Regions from separate parts of the Gossypium hirsutum genome. Here region 2 is linked to region 1. The links are chromatin contacts, called in public Hi-C maps. All regions are on one chromosome and are shown on one strand. The core of a region is the stretch at or near the end of the contact, and the rest is flanking DNA. Distances in the headings are between cores, read along the strand shown.

What was found. A called contact is a pair of places that touch in the nucleus more often than the background predicts.
Region 2: a Hi-C map of leaf shows a contact between it and region 1, with 2.1 times the contacts expected there. The contact joins the promoter of LOC121230499 here to the promoter of LOC107962912 in region 1. A contact is called at or near these places in 3 of 34 Hi-C or Micro-C datasets (callus and leaf).

Annotation. Positions count from the first base shown.
Region 1 is chrA06:39,014,300-39,019,614 of Gossypium_hirsutum_v2.1, forward strand. LOC107962912 reads left to right here and starts at 2,142. Exons shown (of 1, transcript XM_016899473.2): 1 at 2,142-3,069. The coding sequence starts at 2,315. The coding sequence ends at 2,854. It overlaps LOC107962913 (homeobox protein knotted-1-like 3), which reads right to left. Exons shown (of 5, transcript XM_016899478.2): 5 at 5,204-5,315.
Region 2 is chrA06:39,156,979-39,162,096 of Gossypium_hirsutum_v2.1, forward strand. It overlaps LOC121230499, which reads right to left and starts at 3,026. Exons shown (of 1, transcript XM_041115393.1): 1 at 2,499-3,026. The coding sequence starts at 3,026. The coding sequence ends at 2,499. It also overlaps the pseudogene LOC107962915.

The DNA.
Region 1 (5,315 bases), core at 892-3,391:
CGAAGCTGTCAAACAGCAGACTAGGGGTAACTTTGAGGAACAAACTGTACTAATTGGCTAAATAAAAAATTCTGAAAATTTTATGGTAGAAAGATATATGAGTCTAGTTTTAAGAAAAATTAATGGAACTTAATTTGGAGTTTTGTAGCTCCAGTTATAAATATTTTAGTGACTGCTGCTCAATAAGACAGCTTTGACATAAACATAAGAAAATAATGGAATTGTGTGTAATTATTCCGTAAACTCCGGTAATGCTCCATAACCTTCTTCTGGTGACGGTTTGGGGTTAGGGACTGTTACAATTAGGAATTTTGGGTATCTGCGATGTCCCTTCACATTCTAATTGGTCTGTCCATCCAACATTAAAATCAAAGTCAAATTCGCAATGTTGACTTATTGGACTAACATTCTCAACAGGCTCTAAGTCTGCTAACTCGACAAATAATTCAACTGGTTGAGGGTTCTCACTCCCAGTCGACCACCATATTTCCATCATAGTGCCCAAGTCATCATCATCTAATAGCTGCATTTCACAAAATTTGAACGAATCTGTAGAAATTGGAAACTTGTAAAATAATTTGGACATCGCCCTTCCACAATGTATAGCTATTTTCGTACTGATCTTCCTTTTCATTTCTGCTAGCTTCACATTTTTTTTGAATCGCAAACCTACTCTTTGCCGACCTCGAAATTCACAACCAACAACACCTTCTATAATTTCACCATAAAAAAGAACATACACCAAAAACACCTCATTATTCATATTGGATAGATTTTTTGAACTCTCCTACTAAACACAACAATTTCACCATTCTATATATAGTAGAGAACCAAGAGGTGGAGCCATATTAAATATTAATTCTTAAAATTTTAAATTTAATTTAAAAAACGTTTGAATATCTTTATTAATTTTAAAATTAATAATTTATAAAAAATATATTTAGTATTTAAAAAATAATATTTAAAATTTAAAAAAGTAATTTCAAAAAATATATTTAAAATTTAGAAAAATATATTATTAATAAAATATTCTAAATTTTTTAAAGTTAATAATAATAATAAATAAATAAATAAATAAATAAATAAACATAAAAAACAAAACATAAGAAAAAAAAATCAAAAAAGTAAAAAAAAAGGAAACTGACATGGCAGGTAGGGAATCTGGTGGCGCGAATTTAATTGGCTCCACCATAAAATGGTTAATTTCTTTTAAGTCCCTTCATATTTTCAAAAATTTTAATATTTCATTTTATATCTTTAAAAATAATTTAAAATTCATAATTTAAAATATTATAAAATAAATTAAATAATATTTAAAATATTATAAAACTAATAACAAATTTGAAAGTTTAAAATATTTAAATATTTTATATTATTAAAAAATATATTTAATATTTAAAAAATAATATTTAAAATTTTAAAAGTAATTTCAAAATATAAAATTAAAATTTAGAAAAATATATATATTAATAAAATATTTTAAATTTTTTAAAGTTAATAATAATAAATAAATAAACATAAAAAAAGTCAAAAAAGTAAAAAAAAATGACACGGCAGGTAGGGAATCTAGTGGCGCCATTTTAATTGGCTCCACCAGAAAATGGTTAATTTTTTTAAGTCTCCTATATTTTTAGAAATTTTAATATTTCTCTAGTATTTATACAAGTGGCGCCATTCTATATGGCTCCATCAAAAAATTAATTTTTTTATGCTCCTTGCTGACGTTTGGTTCCACCAACATTTACTGTAGATTTCAGGTCATTCTTGTATTTAATTAAAAAGGTGAGTCATTTTGATAATTAATTAAATTATTTGAATTATTTTTATAAAAAAGCCAAATTTTAAGATACGAAAAAAGGAAAATAGTAGGTGAGTGGTTGGCATAAATGTTTCAAAAACTATATTAATAGTCAAACTAGTCAGATTATCAATTTTTTATTTTTAATAAATAATAATAAAATAAAAATAAAAATTATAAACGGGTTCAATTGGTTGTAATCTCATATTTTGTTTTTCTATTGATTTAACTATTCACTTATAAATTAATTCTTTTCTATATAAATCGATTTTCTATCTAAAATATCCATCCATCACCATAGTCTGATTCCAAAAGCAAAGGATGTTATGACAGAGAATACAAAATTTTTAAAGTTGATTTAATATGCAAATGGCAGTTAGAGCATCCCAACAACAAGAAATTAATTGACATATGGGCAAATTAGAAAAAAGATTAGGCTCTGGCCCCTTTTAACGGTCAAGTAGTAGCTGGATCCACATTGGCTTAAAAGCAAGTGAGCTGTAAATTGGACGGCAAATGCCGGTTTTTGTGGCTTTGGATGTTTCTTTTTATAATACCTGCATTCCTCCTTGCTCTCAAAAATCATTCTTCATTTTACATCCTCCCATGGCCGCCGCACCACAAGAAAAACCAATCCACGCCAAAGAAACCTGGCCATTAAGAAACGACGGAAACGAAGACTACTCCCAAGATTTCGAAGACCCGGATTCGTCCTTCGGCTGCGGTTGTTTCCAGGGGCTTTTCCGGTGGCGGTTCCGGCTCGAAGGGCAGGGGTACTTGCTGCAACAAGAAGAGGCAAAAGAAATCTGGTTGAAGAGGAAAGCCAAGGAACTGAAAGAGGTATCGGAGGTATTGGCAGGGCCCAAGTGGAAGAATTTCATACGAAGGTTCAGCGTTTATGGAGCCAACAAAAAAAGGAGGTCGACGATGAAGATGCAGTATGATATTCAGAGCTATGAACTCAATTTCGATGAAGGGATCCATAGAGAAGCTGATGCTGCTTTCCTTGATTTCTCTGCTAGATTTGCAGCTCCATGTGGGATCAACAAAGGGTAGAGAGAGAGAGAGGTTGGGGGCTTAAATTTAATATAATTTTTTTGAGGGGGTCCAAAAGAAATTTTACCATTACATTGGTTTATAAGTTTATTTGCCCTGAATTGTTGAGTAAGACCATTCTTTTTGTACATTGTTCATAATCGTCATATGTGTTTACAGTGTCTTCATATACGGCCAATGATAAATGTTAATGAAAATCGGTTTGTTTTGGTGTAGTTACCTGTTTGGCATAATTTCAATCTTACCTCCTATTCTTTTATCACTTTGGTTTTTAACCCTTTTTTTTTGCTCTTTTAAAATTACTTTATTCCTCGATCTTCAATTGTCAGTTATATTACTTTTTGTTAAAAAAAAACTTATTGGACTATTAAAAACTTAAACGGTGTTGAGATGGTATCTTGTGTTATCATGTTACAATTTATGTTTATTTTATTGTTGATGTGGATAATTCTTTTAAAATTTTTATAAAATTTTTATTAAGTATATGTGAACTGTCATGTAGGCTACTATATGTGCCATTAAAATTTTACGAGTTCAATAAGTTTTTTCTTATAAAAGAAGGGGTAAAATGTAAAATTTCAAATGAATTTTGGTTCAACGTGCATTATTATATATGAACTTCTATTTTGTGTGTACATATAATTTTTTGGTTTAATTTAATTTTTATCAACTACTAACACAATTATCGATATAGCACTAATAAAAATACCATAAAATTCCATGTACTATACTTGAATTGCATATTATCCCTTCTACTAAAAAAATTAGCAAATTAACCCTTCTACATTAGATAAGTGAGCAAAACAGTCCCTCTATTAAAATTTGGTGTTCATATATAATGTATAATAATAAATGTAGCCCTTAATATTTATAAATTTATTCAATGTGACTCCTACTCTTTTATTGGAGGTAAATTAAAAAATTTTAAAACTACTAAAGCTAAAAGGTGAACAAAGCCTTAGTAACAAATTAAAAATCAAAATTTTAATTTTAGAAAAACTAAACTACATCAAATTAAAAATGAGATTAAGTCTTAAAATTAATTATAATAGAAGGACTAAAAATAAAATTAGACTGATTTAATTCTATTCCAATTGCCCATTACAGTTAGGTACGCTTTTTGAAAACAGACAAAGGAGATTTTGGGGATCTCCAAAGTCCAAACTTCCATAAAAGGTCAAATTAGAGTGGACATCCATATTTCAAAAGTCCCACCCACCTACTCCAATCAACAAAATAATGCACGTTGAAGATTTTTCACCTATTCAAGGGACAGCGAAGTTTCATACCTCGGATTATCTGATAACACTCAAAGATTTACTCAAAAAATAAAAAGGTTTTAACAAATTATTAAGCTTAAAAAAAGGATTGAATTAAATTTAAGACATGTTTTTTATACTAGTTGCATCTTGGGCAAGATTTATTTAGCCTGAGCTTAATTCTATCAGGCTTAAATATATTATGTTATAAAAAATGCTATATTAATTATATTTATATTTATATTAAATAATTAACCTAATAACAATTAAATTCATTATTTAAAACTTAAAAAAAAACTTAAGCAAAAATTTATATTTAATACAATAAAATATTTATTATATTTATAGTAGTGTTTTATAATATAAATATTTTTTAATATGTTAGAAAACTTTTATTTCAATATATTTTAGTGCATTATATTTTTTAAAAAATTAATTTTAAATAAAAATAATCTAAAAAATTCAAATATGGTTAGGCCGGGCTGAGCCTAGATTTATCTTTTTTAAATTGGCTAGGGTTGGGTAAAAGTAAGCCCATTTTTCGACCCGAGTTATTCTCAAACTTAAAATTCTAGTATGGATACATTGTATGGATCCGACCCAACCCAGGAGGACTTGTAGAGTGCATATCCTATTTCAAAAGAAATAATTTTTATATTTAAATTTAATTATAAAAAATATAGATATGAATATAAATATATTTTTATTAATTGGAGCCAGGCTGTATATAAATCTTAATCGGATCCAGAGTGGATGGGATGGGCTGCCCGGCCATGACCCCTCTCCACAATGCTATCTATTATTCTAGCTTAGATTTCGCTGTAATTCTCATTGAGACTTAGGCAGGTCTTCCCCTATTTTTAAGATGCATGACTTTCTTTCTTTTTTTCAATAAGAGGAAGGGATAAAGAGGTTTAGGGATGGACTTCCTAATTAATGTTAACTAAAAATTTGACGTCCAATTTTTTAAACAAAAAACATTAAGATTTAATTAGAAAAGCACTCTATTGTTATCATTATTATTATGAAGGCACAACATTGAAAGGGTAAGAAAAAAAAAGCCTTAAAAGAAGGCTTTTCACACACATGCTATCAAATATGAGTGCTTCATATGTTAACATTGTGGCAAATTCAACATCTACATTAGAAATGCTGCAATGATCTACCATGACTGTTAAAAGGAATATAAATTATGCCAACTT
Region 2 (5,118 bases), core at 1,776-4,275, 140 kb after region 1:
TGTCCTTTTATTTACTGTATTTGAATGGAAATTCTTGGCAGCTGATTTTATGTTTTATATAAGTTATTTGTTAAAATAATTGTGTTTGGAAATTATTATGTGTTGCTAAATGATAATATATTTGCTGTTATCAGGTATCTTTTATAGACTCTTGGTTCTTATGCTTGAATCCCGTTAAACGACTGCTTCTTCGATTTATGAGGAAATCTAGTTATGGAGCGAAGGATGCTCTTCAAAGGCATATTGTTTATTCATTTGGTGATCATTATTACTTCAGAAAGGAACTTAAGATTCTAAACCTTCTAACTGGGTAATCAAAAGTTTCTTATATCCTAATCAATAACATAACTAATATTCATACAGTTCTGTTTTGTTAGTCTGAGAAGATGCATTTTCACTTGTTTGAAGGTAAATTTTCTAGCTTGACAAATTTGGTAGAACAAGATGGTTGGGCTTTGGTTTGGCAAAGCAAGGTCAGTTGTCATCGCTTTTTTATTGCACGAAAGTTATTTTGGAGGAAAAATAGGTAGCCTGGCATTTTTTAGGTACCGTATTATCTTAATGGGTTAATCTCTATTTTTGCATTCAAGGGATACTAGTGTCAAATGAAAATAATGATGTGATTTGTTGGAAACATGGTCCTGTTTGCTATTTTCTTTTAGATTTCTGCAACCAAGCAAAACCTTAGGTTTTCCATTTTGGGTGAGCGAGTGGAAAAGTAAAGAAGTATCCTTATGCTAGTGTCAGTTTTATTTCAACTTCACTTTCTTGTATTCTAGTTTTGTGTCAGACTTGACTTAAGTTATATGCCTATCAATATCCCATTGATATTCCTTGCAGATACTTTTGGCTTGCCTGGAGCAGCTTAGTTCTTACACTGAAAGCCTGTTGGCTCAACAGGATGAACAAGTTCACAGTTTTGAGAGACCTCAATTTTGTTGCAGAAAACCTTGGTGTTGAGTTTTTCAAAGGTACTGTTGTGGTATGATAATCTTCCCATTACTGATGATGTGTAGAGTTGAATGAATTTTGTATTATTTTCTTCAACAATTAGAATAAATTGTATTTATCTATTCGATATCGAACCAGTTGGCAAAGCTGTTGAGGGAGTATTGTAATGAAGCATTGGGATTTTATAATGTAAAACAATTTTATAATGTAATCATTAATGCAAAACTTTCTCATTAACATCGCCTTTTCCAATTTTATAATGTAGATAAACAAATATTTTTTGTTTCTTTTAGTTGAAAAAAGAAAAATAAAAAAATGCTATTTTTCTTCTGGATGCTTTGTGACTTTTTTCTTTTATTTGTAATAAAAATTGTGTTTAATACAATCAAGTAATTTTAGAGTATAACACAGGTAAAAAGCTTTTTTATATAAAAATTATGTAAATAACAAATAAAACTTTAGTTGAAATCATAAAATTGAGATAAATTCAGAAGTAATGCATTCAAATAATAGTGTACTTTTTTAAAATATAGTAAATAAATTTTTTTAATTTTTTAATATAATTAAATATAAAAATAAAAAAACATTTTAGTATAATTTAAATATAAAAATAATTATATTAAGAATGTTATTAAGTTATATTTAATAATAATTATATTAAAATATGATTAAATTATTTATTTTTATTTTTATCAAATTATATTATATTTAATAAGAACCTAATTAAAATTTAATATCCATATTTAAAAAATTTTTACTAAGAATATTATTATCATTTTAGTTTTTTTCTTTATACTATTTTATATCTATTCCATTCAACCAAACACAATAATACTATTACAACTTTATTCCATTAAATTCAACCAAACAATTAAATTCTATTACAACAATTGAATTACTAATTATAGGCCTATTCTATTACAGCTCTTTTTTAGAAACCTTACTCCAAACATTCCGTACAGTTTGGGAAGCTTTGATGGGGGATCAATCTATCATCTTTTGATTTGTTTTTCAGACCCTTAAACAGGAAACGCCTTCTTCCCTCATCATTTCCAGAGATCGTATAAAATTCCGAACTATGATTATTCCAAATACTCTCTTGTAGCAGTAATCTTTGGTTATCGAAACTCCACCGAAACAACAGCAATAATTAACACAGAAATCAAACGCAACTTCACTAACAAATCAATAACCGATTATACATATATCAATCAAACGAAATTTAGACTAATCCTAATTCAGATGATAACCCACCAAATATATCCTTTTTCCCAAACTAGAAATTACATTTTTCTGTGAGGAAATTAAAAAAAAAAGACTGAGAGTTTATAGACGAAAACCCAGACACACCTTTGCATTCTAAACCAAGCAAATCAGCAAATCTAAGACCCAAGTTACGCTATACAACATAAAGAACACTATTTGAAAAGCTAAAACCTACTCCTGTTTCGATCTTTCCCCTTGAAAAAATAAGGGATGATCGAAATATAAAAGAGAACCCAAACGATGAAATCGACAAACTGACACGAATTAATTTCTGAGTATGACTACAAATCGAGCCTTAATATCCTCCTTAAGTCGCTCGTGGCGTCGTCATTCTTCACGGTAACGCTGATCTTCTTGGTGCAAAACACCGGCATCGGGACGGAACTCGGAGGCGGCGAGGTTATAAAGGCCGACCCAGCATAAAAAGAGGCTGGAACGACCTTCTTATTGTTGTTTGACTTGGTCAGTCGGATCTGGGTAGGAACGGAACCGGGTTCAGGACCCAAACGGTTAGTGGAACCCAGATCTGCAACGTCAATGTTTTCCTTTTCGAACCTGACGGATTTCTCCGGCGTCGGTTTTTTTAGAACCTCACCGCGTTTGAGGATCTTAACTTGACCCATCACGAGATCTTTAGCCGGTACCTTGGGGCCGGCCGACTGGGAAGGAGGGGAGGTAGTAGGAGACCGAGTTTTACGGTTTGGGTGTGACCGATTCGATCGGTTCGGATTAAGGCAAAGACTATTTCGTTGTTTCACGGGATTTGGTAGCTTCAAACAATCGTCTGGTTTTAGAACTGCAACACCCATGGCTGAAAAAGAAGAAATTTATAATATATGAACAATCAAGAGAATTGAAAAGCTTTGGAAATGAAATTGGGAGAGGATTTTTAGACGAAATTTAAGAAAGAAGACTCAAATGAAGCGAAATTAAGTATTTATCAAAAAGAGGAGAAACTCTTGCATTTCATGAGATAAAAGGAAATGAAACATGTAATGTGGTTTGAGTTAGAAGGAAAGAGGGATTTTTATAGGAGAAGCAAAATTAAAATTAAATTATTTGCTTTTAATGGCGGTTTAAAAGCCACTCTCATCATGGCGGTGTTGCAACTTCTTTTTAATAATATAATCTATAAAATCTTCCAACTTTATTAAAAACAATTATTTCAGCTATTTATTTTTTTAAACTTTAATCACTTTAAAATAATAAAAAATTTATCATTTATTAATTTTGTTAAGACTATTATATCAACAATTAATTATTTTTTATTTTAAATTTTTTATAAATATCTTATTAAATAGATTTTTTTTTATTTTCGAGATAAGCAAAGCATGTGAAGTCATACTTACTTTACTCTTTTTACGCATTAGGAGAATACAATTTCTCCTCTGATTTAGTTTCTCTCTTTTTTTCTTTTTTTAATTTTCAGTAAAAGTAAATAGCACAATTGTGGCTAGGTAACTATATTAGTGACCTACCTAATTTTATTGTAGAAAATTTCGGGATCAATGATTGGACCATGCAAATTAGAAATATTTTTTCTTAGATAAATGAGGAGATTACTCGATCCATTTACGTATTGCTCAGGATCTATATAATAATCGGGGCTTCCATTTCAAATGCATATCCCATTTTTGTGCAACAATGATATGAAAATCCACGAGAAGCAATTGAGTGTATTGTATGTGCTAATTGCCATTTAGCGAATAAACTCAAGGATATTGAGGTTCCACAAGCGATACTTCTTGATACTATATCCACCAAGATATAGATAAGTTTTTGATATACTTTAAATTCTAATAGTCATTAGGAGTAGAGTTCTATTTCATTTATATTTTTTATGTCTATAAATATAGACTTTGGGAAAGTATTGTAGATTATTCCGATTGATCAATAAAATACGCTTTCTTTTACTCTCTCATTTTGTTTGTTCTTTACTCTCCGTTTATTTATTTTATAACAAAAATAATATATAAAATTTATTTTCAAAAAAATAAAAATTATAAAAAATGTAGTAAAAATATTTTCTAATTTTTAAAAAATTAATTAAGTGCTAGCGTGGATACCATGTCAAGAAATTTAACCGATTAATTTTTCCATCTATGTTTGGGGTGATTTGACAGATAGAATAAGTTTAAGGGGTAACCGAGGCAATAATTTAAATGAATGGCTAAAATGTCTTTTTTTGTAAAATTGGAAGGACAAATAGATCATTATGCCTATTTTTTTAACACATACATTGATTCTCTTTGTTACTGTACTATTAGGTAAATTATGAAAATATATTTCTGTAATTAAAAATAGTAAAAATGTACCTACATTGAGGTTTGAACTCACACTAATAAGATTACTAAAACTTTAAATTTATCGGTCTACCAAAAATTCATTTTAATGTTTTTTATATGTTTTTATTTTAATATACACAATTTATTACCTTCATTGATTGTATATCTAATTTACATACAAATTAATCTAATTTTTTATTTTAATATTGTAAATATTTCATACTTTATTATGATTAATTAGTTTCAAACCATACGTTTCATTATTTATTGTATGTAATTTTCAAACGCACCTCTATATGTTAAATATGTAATTTCCGCATTCATATATGTGTAATAGGATTTATAGTTTTTTTAATATATATTAAATTTTCTTGTTGAAACTCTAATTGAATTCAAAATTGAGCAATTTTCTTCAAGCAATTTAGAAGATTTTATTTCTTTAATTAAAACGCACGTGTTTTAATTCTTAATATATATAATTTATGTTTTTAAATGCGTATTTTGATTTTATGCAATATTATTTATTAAATTTTTATTTCAGTTAAACTTTTCAAAAATAGCTAACACTATTAATACAATACAATACACAAATAATTAAATTTATATAATTTATGTT